Regions from separate parts of the Mus musculus genome. Here region 2 is linked to region 1. A link is a contact called in public targeted proximity ligation data. All regions are on one chromosome and are shown on one strand. The core of a region is the stretch at or near the end of the contact, and the rest is flanking DNA. Distances in the headings are between cores, read along the strand shown. Region 1 holds the start of Pcsk5 (proprotein convertase subtilisin/kexin type 5). Region 2 overlaps Trpm6 (transient receptor potential cation channel, subfamily M, member 6).

What was found.
Region 2: a targeted proximity ligation map of stem cell-derived neural progenitor cells shows a contact between it and region 1, with 7 times the contacts expected there. A contact is called at or near these places in 5 of 39 promoter capture datasets (the C10 cell line, the HPC-7 cell line, HPC-7-derived erythroid cells and 2 more) and 1 of 130 datasets of targeted methods (stem cell-derived neural progenitor cells).

Annotation. Positions count from the first base shown.
Region 1 is chr19:17,836,268-17,842,447 of GRCm38.p6, forward strand. It overlaps Pcsk5 (proprotein convertase subtilisin/kexin type 5), which reads right to left and starts at 1,365. Exons shown (of 38, transcript NM_001190483.2): 1 at 688-1,365. The coding sequence starts at 885.
Region 2 is chr19:18,886,705-18,893,141 of GRCm38.p6, forward strand. Trpm6 (transient receptor potential cation channel, subfamily M, member 6) reads left to right here. Exons shown (of 39, transcript NM_153417.2): 38 at 2,231-2,337; 39 at 5,300-5,807. The coding sequence ends at 5,433. Among named protein-coding and RNA genes, the nearest start is that of Gm41814, 140 kb to the left of the region's middle.

The sequences.
Region 1 (6,180 bases), core at 115-2,614:
GGGTACCCCAGGTTCCACGCCAGTAGAAGATTCCCAAGTTCCCGGAGCAGAACATTTCAGCCGCTTTCAATGTCTCCCAGGTTCCTCCCCACCCAGCTCCGGGGGCCCACATTTGGATCCTGGCCAAGAGAGGCAGCAGCCAGGACCCCCCTAAATCCGTGCTTCCCTCCCAGTGTCCCGCCCCCTTCCTCTCTCCCCACCACCTCCCTTCCAGACGCCGCACTCAAAGCCCTCCAGAGCACAGCAATTCTGTGGCCCAGGAGGTTAATCCAGGCTTTTCTCTCCCAGTTAGAACCAGGGGCGTTCTCACTCCTTGGCCTCCAAAAGTCTCAACCTTCCCTGCCACAGCCACTCGCAGGGCTATTTCCTCAAGCTAAATAGCGCTTCTGGACTTCCCAGGTCCAAAGGTCCAGGCGAGTCTCAACCTGTCCAAGGGCACTCCATATTTTCCACAGACCCTACCTGTCCCTCATTGCTTGTAAAAACAAATTAAACAGAGATCCCAGCAACTTCGGGGCATGTGTGTGACTGTGCAACGAGCGCGTTGGAGAGAGCATCGCCCTAGAGTTCGGGCCACAGCTGCAGAAGCACATCTGGAAAAGGGGGAGGGGTCGAAGCGGAGGGGACAAGAAGCCCCCAAACGACTAGCTTCTGGGTGCAGAGCCTGTGTCACCGGGGGTTGGTTACCTGTCCTACGTTGATGAATCCGTACTTGCTGGCTATGCGATCTGCCTCCGCGAAGCCGCCGGCGATCTTCACTGCCCAGTGGTTGGTGTAGACGCGCGTCCGGCATACCGGGAGCAGACAGCCGGCGAGCAGTGCCAGCACGCACAGCAGGTCCCGCCGTCCCGGGCGGCTGCAGCGGTTCCCCCAGTCCCAGTCCATGGTCCCGACGCTTCGCCGCCTTCGCCCGCCCGCTGGCTCGCGCGCTAAGCAGCGCGCACAACTAACTTCTCCGGCCTGGGCCGGCGGGGCGCGCAGCCGGGAGCGGTCGGTAGGAGGCTGAGAGCCCGGGAGCAGAGCAGAACAGCTAGCCCCTCTCAGGCTCTTAGACCATGCCTGGGGCAGAGGGGACGGGGTGACGGGCTCTGGGCCGGCGGGGCGTTGAGCGATCGCTCCCCGGCTTGCACGGGAGGCGGCGGAGTGGGACTGGAGCCTCCGCCGCGGGCTCTCCCGGCTTTGCTCTTGGACTCTTCGTTTGCCTCTTGCTCCTCTCCGGCCCTGGAGCTCCGTGGAAACGACCGGCCGGAGCGCAAGCAGCGGCCGGGCGCCCCCTCTGCTGAACCCGGCTCCAAGCGCTCGCTCGCTCGCTCGCCCTCTCGCTGCGCTCCCTCCGGCTCCGAGCAGCGCGCCGGGACTGTGAGTGGCGACGGCAGCGGCGCCCGCTCCGCATAAATGACTCCCCCGCCCCCCGGAGCACCCCTCCTTTCCCACATCTCCCTCCTCCTCTACTCCTCCGCCCTCACGAGCGGGGCCTCAGCCAGGAGCCACCCAGGTCCTAGCGCCTCCCTGTTCTCCCTGCTGTAAACTCCAGGGTCGGGCCAGTGAAGTCCTCTCCCCAAAGGGCTGAGAGGAGAGTGCCTCCGGAGTCTTGATTTCTATCCTTTTTATTCCGCCGGGCTGCATTTGAATTAATTTCCCGTTACTCTGGAAAGTCTAAGATTTACAGGATAATGAGAGGGAAGTATGGGCAAAGATTCATTCATCCCGGCGCTAAACGCCCAGGACTGAGCATTTTAAGGTCACTCCTGTCTCAATTTCAAAACAAATATCGAGATTTTCACTTCACTAATTCTTTATGCTTTTCAGTAACTGTTTATTTTGCGCATTCTGCTCCCCGGAGAAGCTGTCACACAGGACAGTTAAGTATCATTCACTCTTACAAAAGCCAAAGCCAAAAGTCTGTCGCCTGTTGACTTGGGAGATCAGCCATTCTGATACTCAGCAGCAACATCACAGGAGGGTGAAATCCCTGCTTAGAGCATGGAAAGATATTTCTATGAATATCTACAGTACTAGAGAACGGATAAGTGTGGGTTCCAAGGGAGCGGCCATTCGGTCATTCGTTTCTGTGTCCTTATCTCCAAGGGCTTCATTTACCTCAGCAAGGAGAGTTTTCCAACTTTCCAAGTATGTCACCAGAGCAGAGGGGGAGAGTAATATAAAAAGGACCACAGAGGAAGTCAGATGAAATGCCACCAAGTCTGCGTTAAAGTACCATGACTTCAGACACAACAGGGAATGGTGTCTGGCCTTCTTCAGACTTCTCTAACCACCTTGTCTTTTGCAGGTGAGGGGCCAAAGAGTAGTTTCTTGTAAAAAGAAAAATTGGTCTTTATGAAATGGTTTGCCTAACCTTAAAAGAAGCAGCTGTCCGAAGCCCTCACATCCTATCCCTCTCCTCTTCCAATCCCTTGTCATTCTTCCTAAAGACTAGTTGACTGTGTCTGAGATTAACCCATCTCAGGATGATTTAACTGTCTGAAGGATATCTGCAAGCTTAAATCTACTAGCACCTTGGAGCATAAATTTTATAGATTTTGCATATTGTATAAATAGATTATATTTTTTTTCTTTCAAACAAATTCAAATAACAATGCCCATACATTACAGATCAAGAGGTAGATGAGAAAAGCAGATACATGCTGCAGAAAGGCATGCATTCTATTGATTTATTTATTTGGCTAGTTTAACACATCTGTTTCAAGGGCCTGGTCTATGATTCCTATCAGATTGTGCTGGACATAGTCGGGGGTGGGGCACAAAATATTGGTGGAATTTAGGCTCAGAATTCTCTAAAGAAAATGCTCATTGTTACTTGGCATTATTTTTGTAAAGAGAGAAACCTAGGCATTTTGCTTGGCTCTAGAGTCCGTATAGTCTGGCTACTGGCCAGTCCCTTTGGACAGACCTCTTACCACCCCTCTCAACCATAGATTCCAGAGTAAGGGGGCAGGGAGGGAGGGAGGGAGGAAGGGGAGAGAGAGGAGGGAGAGGGAGAGGGACAGGGACAGGGACAGGGACAGGGAGATTTGCTAATTGCCAGGGTGACCATCTGCATCCATGCTATTAAAAGTTGCTGAATTCCAGATAGAACAATCAGAGTTAACTGATGATCTAAATCTCAGCACATATGTAAGAGACAGAATTGCATGGATTTGTTCTCGGTTGGGCAAGAGAGCATATCTGAACTTGATCAACAGCAAGAGGATGGTCCCAGTACAAAGTACTTTGAGAGTCAAGCTTGAGACATGGCCTGTAGATTTCTCTCTAGGATTCTGGAAATCTATCAACAGCACACACACACACACACACACACACACACACACACACACACACATGCACTTTGAAAGCCATGTTGCCTCTGGGTTTGAATTGTGGATTAAGTAAAGAGAAATGCCTGAGTCTCCTGGAAGCTAAAACCTTTTCCCCCAGGATAACAAATTGCTCATTACTAATTTTTCTATGATGTATTTATCTTTCTTTTCCACTAACATTCTTGCTTTCTGCAAGTGTCTTCTGTTTGACATACCCAATTATAATGAAGGTATGAGTTGGGGAGAATCACTCAGCCAATTCTCACATCAAGGTTTAGTGTCTTAAAGGGAGGGGTCTTCCCTTTTGATATAAGTGTATTTAAAAGAGAAAACCCAGCTGGTGAGACAGCATTTACCACTAAGCCTGATTAAAAAAAAAATAGAAAGAAGATATCTCTATCTGTCGATAAAGAAACTTCCTCCTGAGTTAAGAGTCTTCATTAGCTCCTTAGCTTCCTTGAATGGAGTCTCCTTTGGCCAAGAATGCAACTTTCAGATAAGGACTCAGGGCTACAGCAAAGGGATGCATGGCTCTGGCACTTTAGGTATGCTAGTTATGACAGTCAGTCTTATCATAAATACTCAGAAGCCAAAGGGCAGTGGGGGAGGGGTAGCTGATGGCATGGTGGTGCCAAAGCCATTGCTGACATTAGACAAGATGTCCAAATTAAAGCTTTGGATAAAAAAAAGAAGTAACATCTCAAGGTTTGACATCTATGTTCCCTCTATCACTGCCATACAGCATGAAATGAGACAGTTTTACGTGTTTACCCTGTTTTATACCTAGTAAGTTACGACTTGACAATGAGGCTTCACTGGTGTTTGGCCTCTTTGCCAAGGTCCCTTACAGCTCTAAAAGAATCCTTAAGTGAAATCTAAACAGCAGAGAAGAAGTCCACTAAAATGCACAAGAACCCCATGAGGGCGTATCTTGACCTCGAAAACTGAAATTATTCTAGGAAGAGTTTGCTTCATTTCTACCTCAATGAAAATTAACCTTTAAAATTACTTCTAGGTTTAAATTTGGTAATTCAATGATAAATTCATAATAGGTACTTTGGAGCCAACCAAGGGGAAAAATGTGGCTAGATTTTTTACAGCTCAGCGGCAGAGTCACTGAGTCACGTGATCCCAAACAGCTTTCCGATATGTGAAATTCAGGAATAGCAATAAAAATTCATCAGATTTAATAATGGTAATAGTAATAAGTTATGCAAATAAGCCACATTTATTAGGCATTTGTTATATGCTAGGCGCAGAGCCAAATATATTTCAAGTCCTAGTGTCATTCATTAGAACATCAAAGTTGAAGGAGAAATTAGATAGCACATTGTCCAATTTTACTTAATAGATAAAATCATGGAGTTCAACAGAAAGCCATTTTTGATGATAGTAATCTAATTGGAGAAGAATAAGTTAGGTGGATGAATAACACAAATAAAACAGGAAAAAGACTGCTCAGGCCAAAGATGGTAGTGTTCTGTGAACCAAGAATTAACATGAACCTAATTTACACAGGCTGGTGAAACAAATTCTATCAGGTAAACAGAAATCTGACTGCCCCTTTCTGATGTCTCGATGCTGAACTAACACCACTTAGAGATAGGATCCATGATGCATAGTATCCCCAAGACAAAGGTTCACTCAAAGCTTGATGTCACATTTACCGCAGAAAAGTATGTTCTGTGACCTTAAGGGGGATACATCCTATAGCCTTAGGCAGCCTGAGTATGTCTTTAAGTTGATTTAGATGGGCATTGCTGACCACCTTCTCTGTATTAAAGCCTGCAATGACAATCTGGTCCTCAGAAAGCTTTCAGTAGTGATACAGTTTTATGGTACTATCTATAGATCCCCCCCCCTGCCCTGAACTTAATAATACTTCCTGCAGTCCCTTCAGATTCTACTTTAACCTGTATGATACTGGGTACTCAGCCTATCTAGGTTTAATTTGCCTTGAAGAGAACAGTGTGTCCAACTTGCTATGCCTTGGACTTCCTATGTAATGAGCTTTTACAGCCTCAGTCAATGCATAGCTTTAATTTAAGCTAAGTACTGTCCCATGCCCCCAACCCACAGTAATATAAGTGTGTACGTGTGTGCTATGGTAATCATTTGCTAAAACAGCCAACAGATTGGAAGCACATTGTAAAACACATATCCACTATAAATATTAGAGACAACATGTGCATATAGCTTGATAATGTCTGTTGGTTATGTTTGCAATTTGAGTCAGTTGAGATAAGTAAAATGACTTCTCCCTGAGTAAAACTCCATTAAAGAATTCTGTAAAAACTCTTGTTTCTTTCCCATGCCATGTGTTCCATGCTATTCCATAAATACAGAGAAAAGCCCTTTGTCGGGGATAGCAAAAGAGACAGACACAGACACAGGCCAGTAACCTCCAACTACAGACAGACAGGAGACACAAGAAAGAAGTGGAGGACTCAAATTTGGGTTCAAATTAATCCAAGTAGAAGTTGTGTACATTCCTTCAAATGACACCAACACACATTCATGCCTTTGAGGTCATCTTTAATTTTTTTTTTATTTGTTTGGTTTTTTGTTTTGGTTTTTGGTTTTGGTTTTTCGAGACAGGGTTTCACTGGGTAGCCCTGGCTGTCCTGGAACTCACTCTGTAGACCAGGCTGGCCTCGAACTCAGAAATCCCCCTGCCTCTGCCCCCCAAGTGCTGGGATTAAAGGCATGCGCCACCACTGCCTGGCCATCTTTTATATGTTAACCAACACAGCTTCCAAGACCGCTTCACAGAAGAGTGAAGACTGTGGATGCTTTTTTTTTCTCTCAGACAAGAAGGAAGTGAGACAACTTTTTGTCTCTTCCTAGTTTCTAGCTTCTAATT
Region 2 (6,437 bases), core at 1,442-3,941, 1.1 Mb after region 1:
ACCTTCATAAAATCTGGTGAACCAGCATAAATCCAAGTTTGAGGTGTACAGATTTAAGCAATTGATTTCACCCATGCAACAACTCTGTGTGTTAGTTTTGGTGCAACAGTTCACACACGAGAAAATTGAGACTCACTTAAGGTTCTAACTTTTTCGTGATGGAAAAGAATCAACAGAAGGGAACAGTTGTCTATGAGATGGGATGAAGGCGTTAGAGAATAATTCTAATAGCCTCGCTCATACCTCCTCCCACTCTTCCTAACTCTCCCTAACATGCCTCATTTATTGGTAGTTTGGGACTGTATCTTTTTAGCCTATTGCCAACTGCCTGATGGTTTTGAGCATTTGATAAGTATGAGCTGGTGGTGAGATGTTCTTTAGTGACTGTGTATAGAGGGCACTAATTGGACTTTCCTTGTTTGTAGAACCAAGCTACCACCTGCTTTCCCTGTGTTGTTGAAAAAAAAAATCTAGTTGTGTTTTCTTTGCAATTTTAGTTATCTGAGATAGCAAGGCTTGGAGCATGCTGTGGAGTGTGTATGCAAATAAAATGTCCCTACATCACTCTCTCCCTGCTCTGGGAATTTTGGTCCTGATATATAAATTTTGTAGTGATTTTGGTCATTTTATTTTAACTTTCACACAGCTCATAGAGGCAAATAGCTTCCATAAATTACTTGAAGGCATTATATCTTAGTTGGGTGTCTTTATGCCTTCCTGGGATGACGGAAATGGCTGGTAGGGGATACAAACCAGTGAAAATTTCCAATGAGGTCGCACAGAGACTCCAAACAGAGTCTTCCATGCTAATGGCTGAATAAATACCTTCATCTCTCACTTTATCAGATCCGAGAGTTCTGGTCTAAATACCAAGTGAGTCTGCTTTTTTTTTTTTTTTTTGTGCCACCTTCAGTTTCACCTGACTAAGGTAGTGTCTCTCCAGCTGGACTGAAATCCAGGCATAGTTAACAAGAAGCAACTTCTACTGCAGGGTAAATACCACCAGAGCTCTGCCTTGTGAGAGCGATTGGGTGACCAGGAAAGTTAATCCCCAGTGTCTTTCCAGTCTGTCTTCCCAAGAGGCTTTCTCCACCTACAGAGAGGGAGGCAATCTGAGATCAAACTGACATCAGCCCTCATCCTGAGCTTGGCACATCTTCAGAGAGCCACTGTTCTTCGGCCAAAAGGAAGTGGAAATTGAGATAAATGTTTTAATCCTCCGGTGGAAAAAAAAGCCCACTTTTACACCATGTCCCTTTTGAAAAACCACATTCCTCAGAAGCAAAGTTTATTGTTTCCCTTTGTGATTCTCTCCTGTGCTCCCCCCCCCCGCCCCCGTCCCCTCTTAAGACGTGGTATTTAAGAGCGGTAATTGAGTTCAGATTTTAAAATGTGCTGTTTCCACTATGCTCATCATTAAAATGAAATATTAGCTTTCATCAGCTTTCTTTGGAGGCATTTCTGGTGTGCTCTGTCCTGTGTCATGCGGAGGGTCAAAGTCTAAAGAGTAATGGTTGTATGAGGAGCACGCCTAGAATCTGCTGAGGATCTTTATGTTAGAAAGTGCAAAACGTGTCTCAGAGATACCAACACTACTTGTAATTAAGTCTGCTACTTACTCTGGGCATCTGCCTTCTCTTTCCACAAACTTTTTGGCTATTAGTTGTCTTGGCTTTCCACAAAGAACCCGGTTAAAACAGTTTGTAGAGTCAAAAAGTGGCTTTTAAAAAGCCAGGAGTCTAGGTGCTCTGGTGTCTAGTGAGGTGTTTGATTTGGGGAAGAGTCATTTTTCAGAAGAGGATTTGGGTGCAGAGCAGTGCACAGGCGTCTGTTTTAGAAGGTGTGTGCTATAGCAAAGTTATTCTACCCTTTACCTTTGGGGTGTTTTAGTAGAGCGTATGATAATGAATGCCATTCTCTCACACCATATGCATTAAAAAGGGTTTCACTGTATTTTGTTTTAATGTACCACATCGAAAATTCACTCTTCTATCAGATTAGTGTTGGAATGAGTTTCACAGTAGGTCTTGGAGTTGGGTACAAAGATTTAAGTGCATTTGAATTTTAAATTTGCAAACCTAACATTGTTCCTTCCCCAAAGTGCTCTGTTCTTTGTTGGCTCCTTTAAGTGGCTAGGTTACTAAGGGATACTGTTCGCAATCTCAGAGAATCCTAGTTGGACTCCTTTTTCTCGGCTGTGATCTAATTGATATTCTGATATTTCCTCTAGATCAAGAGGGATGGTGTTTGGACCGGCCAATTTAGGGGAAGATGCAATTAGAAGCTTCATTGCAAAACATCGCTGCAACTCCTGCTGTGGGAAGCTCAGACTGCCGGGTAAGCCGCCGCGGTGACTGTTTCTTCCGAAGAACTCTCATAGAATAACAGTTATTATAACTCAGGATCGAGTCAAAATCTTAACCGCATTTTTATCTCACTAGCAGCTATTCACAAGCTTGACTTTCTGAGTGAAAAATTTCAAGTCTCAGGAGGGATTAAAAAAGGACAGGGATTTGCTTGAGGCTCTGCCAAAATGCGATAAAACAACCTGGGGCCCAAAGCTGGTCACAGTCGGCCCAGAGAAAAAACGTTCCACCTACTTAAAGGGAATGAAACAGGACGAAGGCCCCTCGCTTCCCTTCCAATGTCCTGTTTGCTTGCAGATGGCATGCCTGGAGCATTTTTATTCCGTTCCAGCTTGCCCATTGGGCACCGGAGAGGGTGTGGCTCAGAGAGAAGAAAGGCTGTCAGTTAAAGCACTGCTTTAAGCTGTAACAACCACTGCTTTATTCCCTCGTTTGTTTGTTTGTTTTACAGCAGTGGGCTTAGAACCCAGTACTCTGTCCTACTAGCCGGCACTCTACTACTGGGCTACATTCCCAGCCCCCACACCTGCCACATTAAATTTTGATCGCAGTGTGTGTGTGTGTGTGTGTGCTTGAGAAATTCTGGCTCTGCTGGAGTCTATTTGTCCTTCTCAGAAAGGATGCTTGCTGTCTGCTTAACTCTTTCCTGGGTCATAGCAACTGTTTTCTTACCCTGGAATTTGGAATTTCACATATCGAAAGGTGCAGTCCTGAGTGGGGTATTGTGGCTACACCTATAGCTGAAGATGTTGCAGAGGCAGAGGCAGGAGGCTCACCATAGTCCAGGAACTCACCTTCAGCTTGAGCAACATAGGCCATAGGCACTTTGTCTCTCCCTCCCTCCCTCCCTCCCTCCCTCCCTCCCTCCCTCCCTCCCTCCCTCCCTCCCTTCCCTCCCTCCCTTCTTTCCTCTCTTTCCTCCCCCCACCCTCTCTTTCTGAAAAAGTCATACCCTGAACTAGAAATCAGAAAAAAGATTAACTTCCACTACAACCCAGGGTGGACCTATGTACTTCCATAACAAAAATGGGCAATTTCTAATTCTGTTGAAATTGAGGGAGGCTTTTGTGAGCAAGACTTAACAAAGCAAAGGGATTAGAATTAGACTTCTGGGTCTTCTTTCCTCCATCAGTCAAAATAGAGTGTGTCATCATGCAGGGGCAGATATGGAAGAAGAATGCCAGAGGAGCAAAGAAGGAGGCTGCATTCTCCTAACTGCCCACAGTGTGAGCTCGTGGCCGATGGTCAAAGGGATCACTGTACAACACTGTGCAACACTGTGCCCTGCATTGGTCATCAGGAACCCAGGCAGGGGTTGGGGCTGGCTGAGGGATATCAGAACTCTAGGCAGGGAGGCAGGAGCTCGTGAATATCTGACTCATCCCTCAGTTGTGGCCTGGAATCCACTCAGGAATCTTCATCCTTAGGCACTGGACTCTGCCCTGTCTGACTCACTGTAGCCCGGACAGGGCAGCTTCTATGCTCAAAGACCCAGGACTGTATCTGATCATCTAGGAGCCAGGCAGGCTTGAGACATTACTCATAGGTTCCAACCTTTGGGCCTAGTTAATTGTTGAATATGGTGTAGGGTTCATGTTTGTATGTTGGCATGCCATGGTAGGCTGGAAGCCTTGTGGCTTTTCTTCCTCCACATGTGGAGTCTGGGGATGCAACTCTGGGCACAAAGCGTGACAGCAAACACGTTTAGTTTGGAGAACAGAATAAGAAGTACCTTTACTTTTTATGTTTTATTTATTTTTAAGGCAGAGGCAGGTTAAGGCAATGCATAAGAATCTGAAATCTTGGCCCAGGTAGGGTCATGTAGCCCTGTTCTGCTCTCCACTGAATACAAGGCTTTGACCTTTAACATCTTCATCTGCAAGTAAGAGATAATTGTATCTGACACAAAGTTGAGATAAGGATTTATTTTTATGTATATGATCAATAAATGTTGGCTATATTATTAAATATATGTTAGTATACATACTCATGAGTTCATTTTTTTATGTAGGAAAATCACCATTTAACATTAAAAATTAAACCAAGAAATATGAATTTTTCCTCCTGGTACCAGAGGTTAAGCTCAGGGCTTCATACATCCACCCCCAGCTACATGCTCTCACCCTGAGTGATACCCTTGATTTCCTAATGCTGGCACCCACAGTGTCTAGCCCATGAGCCCTGTTCGCTCAAGGCTAACAAAGGAGTGAAGAAGGCTGCACTCACATAACTGCCCATGATGTGAATTCACAGTGAATGGGCAAAGAGGTCAATGCACAGCACTGTGTCCTCTGGGCTGGTCATCAGGAACCCAGGAAGGGGTTAGGGCTGGGCTGAAGTCCATCAGTAAAGGAGGCAGGAGCTGGTGAATGTGTCAATCATCCCGCAGCTGCAGCCTGAAATCTGGTCATGAATCACAGCATAAAAAGATGCATGTAACATTTAATGTCATTTTTCCTATAGCCAGTCTTCCCAAAGCTTACCCCATCGGCCATGTTTTTAACTTTCCTTTGTAAGCAGAAGAGGCAAGGCTTAGGAAACATTTGATATGATCTTGAGATGGTGAAACTTTTGTAGGTAGCCACAGAGCTGCGGAGAACTTTCTTGCAACTGTTTCAACCCATCCCTCTGATCCTTCTAAAGGTTCCCATTTCGTACTGGACCTCACTTAACTTGGGCCAGTCACATCTTCTCTCCCTACTAGATGGTGGCCTGTGCCTCACACCATGACAGCATATGGAGTTAGAGTTTCACATAGTCATGGGATGCAGAGAGCCTGGGCTTAGATATGGTTGAGTGTTTGGAATCCATATGCCCAAGTCCTGGGGCAGCAGAGATTCCCTGAACCCTTTGACTAAGCCTGATGTCCAGTCCACCTGCATGAATCAATGTGATCTATGTCATCTACTGAAACTATCTTTCTTTCTTTGTAGATTTAAAAAGGAATGATTACTCCCTTTCAAGAACACACTGCAACTTGGGATTTGGGCAAACCATTGAACCAACTGAGGAGCTTCCAGAAAGAGACAAAAATAGAAGTTCCCTGGAAGATCACACACGCCTTTAAAAAGATGATGAAGGAAGACGGTGGTCCTTTAGCTCCTTCTGCCATGACTTCTATAGTGATGGACATAGACTGGCATGATCCTGACTATGTCAGAATCTCCATCACCATGACTTTACAATGTGGACCTCCCTGGAAGTGCCCTCTGAGCCTCATCTCCCACTGCCTAGAGGGCACAGTGCATAATGGAGGGGTTCTCCTGGGTATTGACTTCTGAGAAGAATGTGTGGCATGCGTTCTCATCTCCCGGTTCTGCATGAAGATGCTAGATGAGTCAGTTGGGAATACTTTCCTCTATACCTCATTGCTTCAGCTGGCCACTTGGAGTAGAATGCTGTGCACTAACGAACTAGGGAATAAATTAATTTATTTTCTCACTGCGTTTGAAGACTTTGTCCTCACTGTTATTCATGATTTCATCCAAGGGTTGTACATATACCTACCTATACATATGTGTTTTCTTCTTCCCTCTTTAGCAATGTAAGTTGTGAAAACAACAAAAACAACAGGGAAAATCCTGGGATGAGTATCTGTTGGCCAAGACTGGAGCATCCATAGCCATAAAAAGGCCATGTCCTGGTGCACTCTAGATGTATTGGAGCATTGTTATCAAATCACATGATACTTGGAATTTTTCAGTTTCTCTGATTGAAACGAAAGTAGAATCCAAACCATTTTTTTCTTACATCTTTTTATTTAAATAAGAAAACTGATGCGGGGCGGGGGGGGGGGATGTAATCCTGGAAACTATTAAGAAAGGCTTCGCTTTATTAAGCTCAGAAACACTATGGCCAGAGACCCTCACCAGTCTCTGTTCATACTTTTCCTCACAGTACTGTGTCATATCACATCTATGCTCTCCTTGGCCAGTCCTGTAGGGGAAAGATACTGAACTGCATTGCAGGTATTTTGCTCCTTCCATTGTAGAATTCTGACAACGAAGTCCTGAGAAATTTGACTTCTAGATGGGTCCTGTACCCTCCCTGTTCAAACAGAAGGCTTCGATT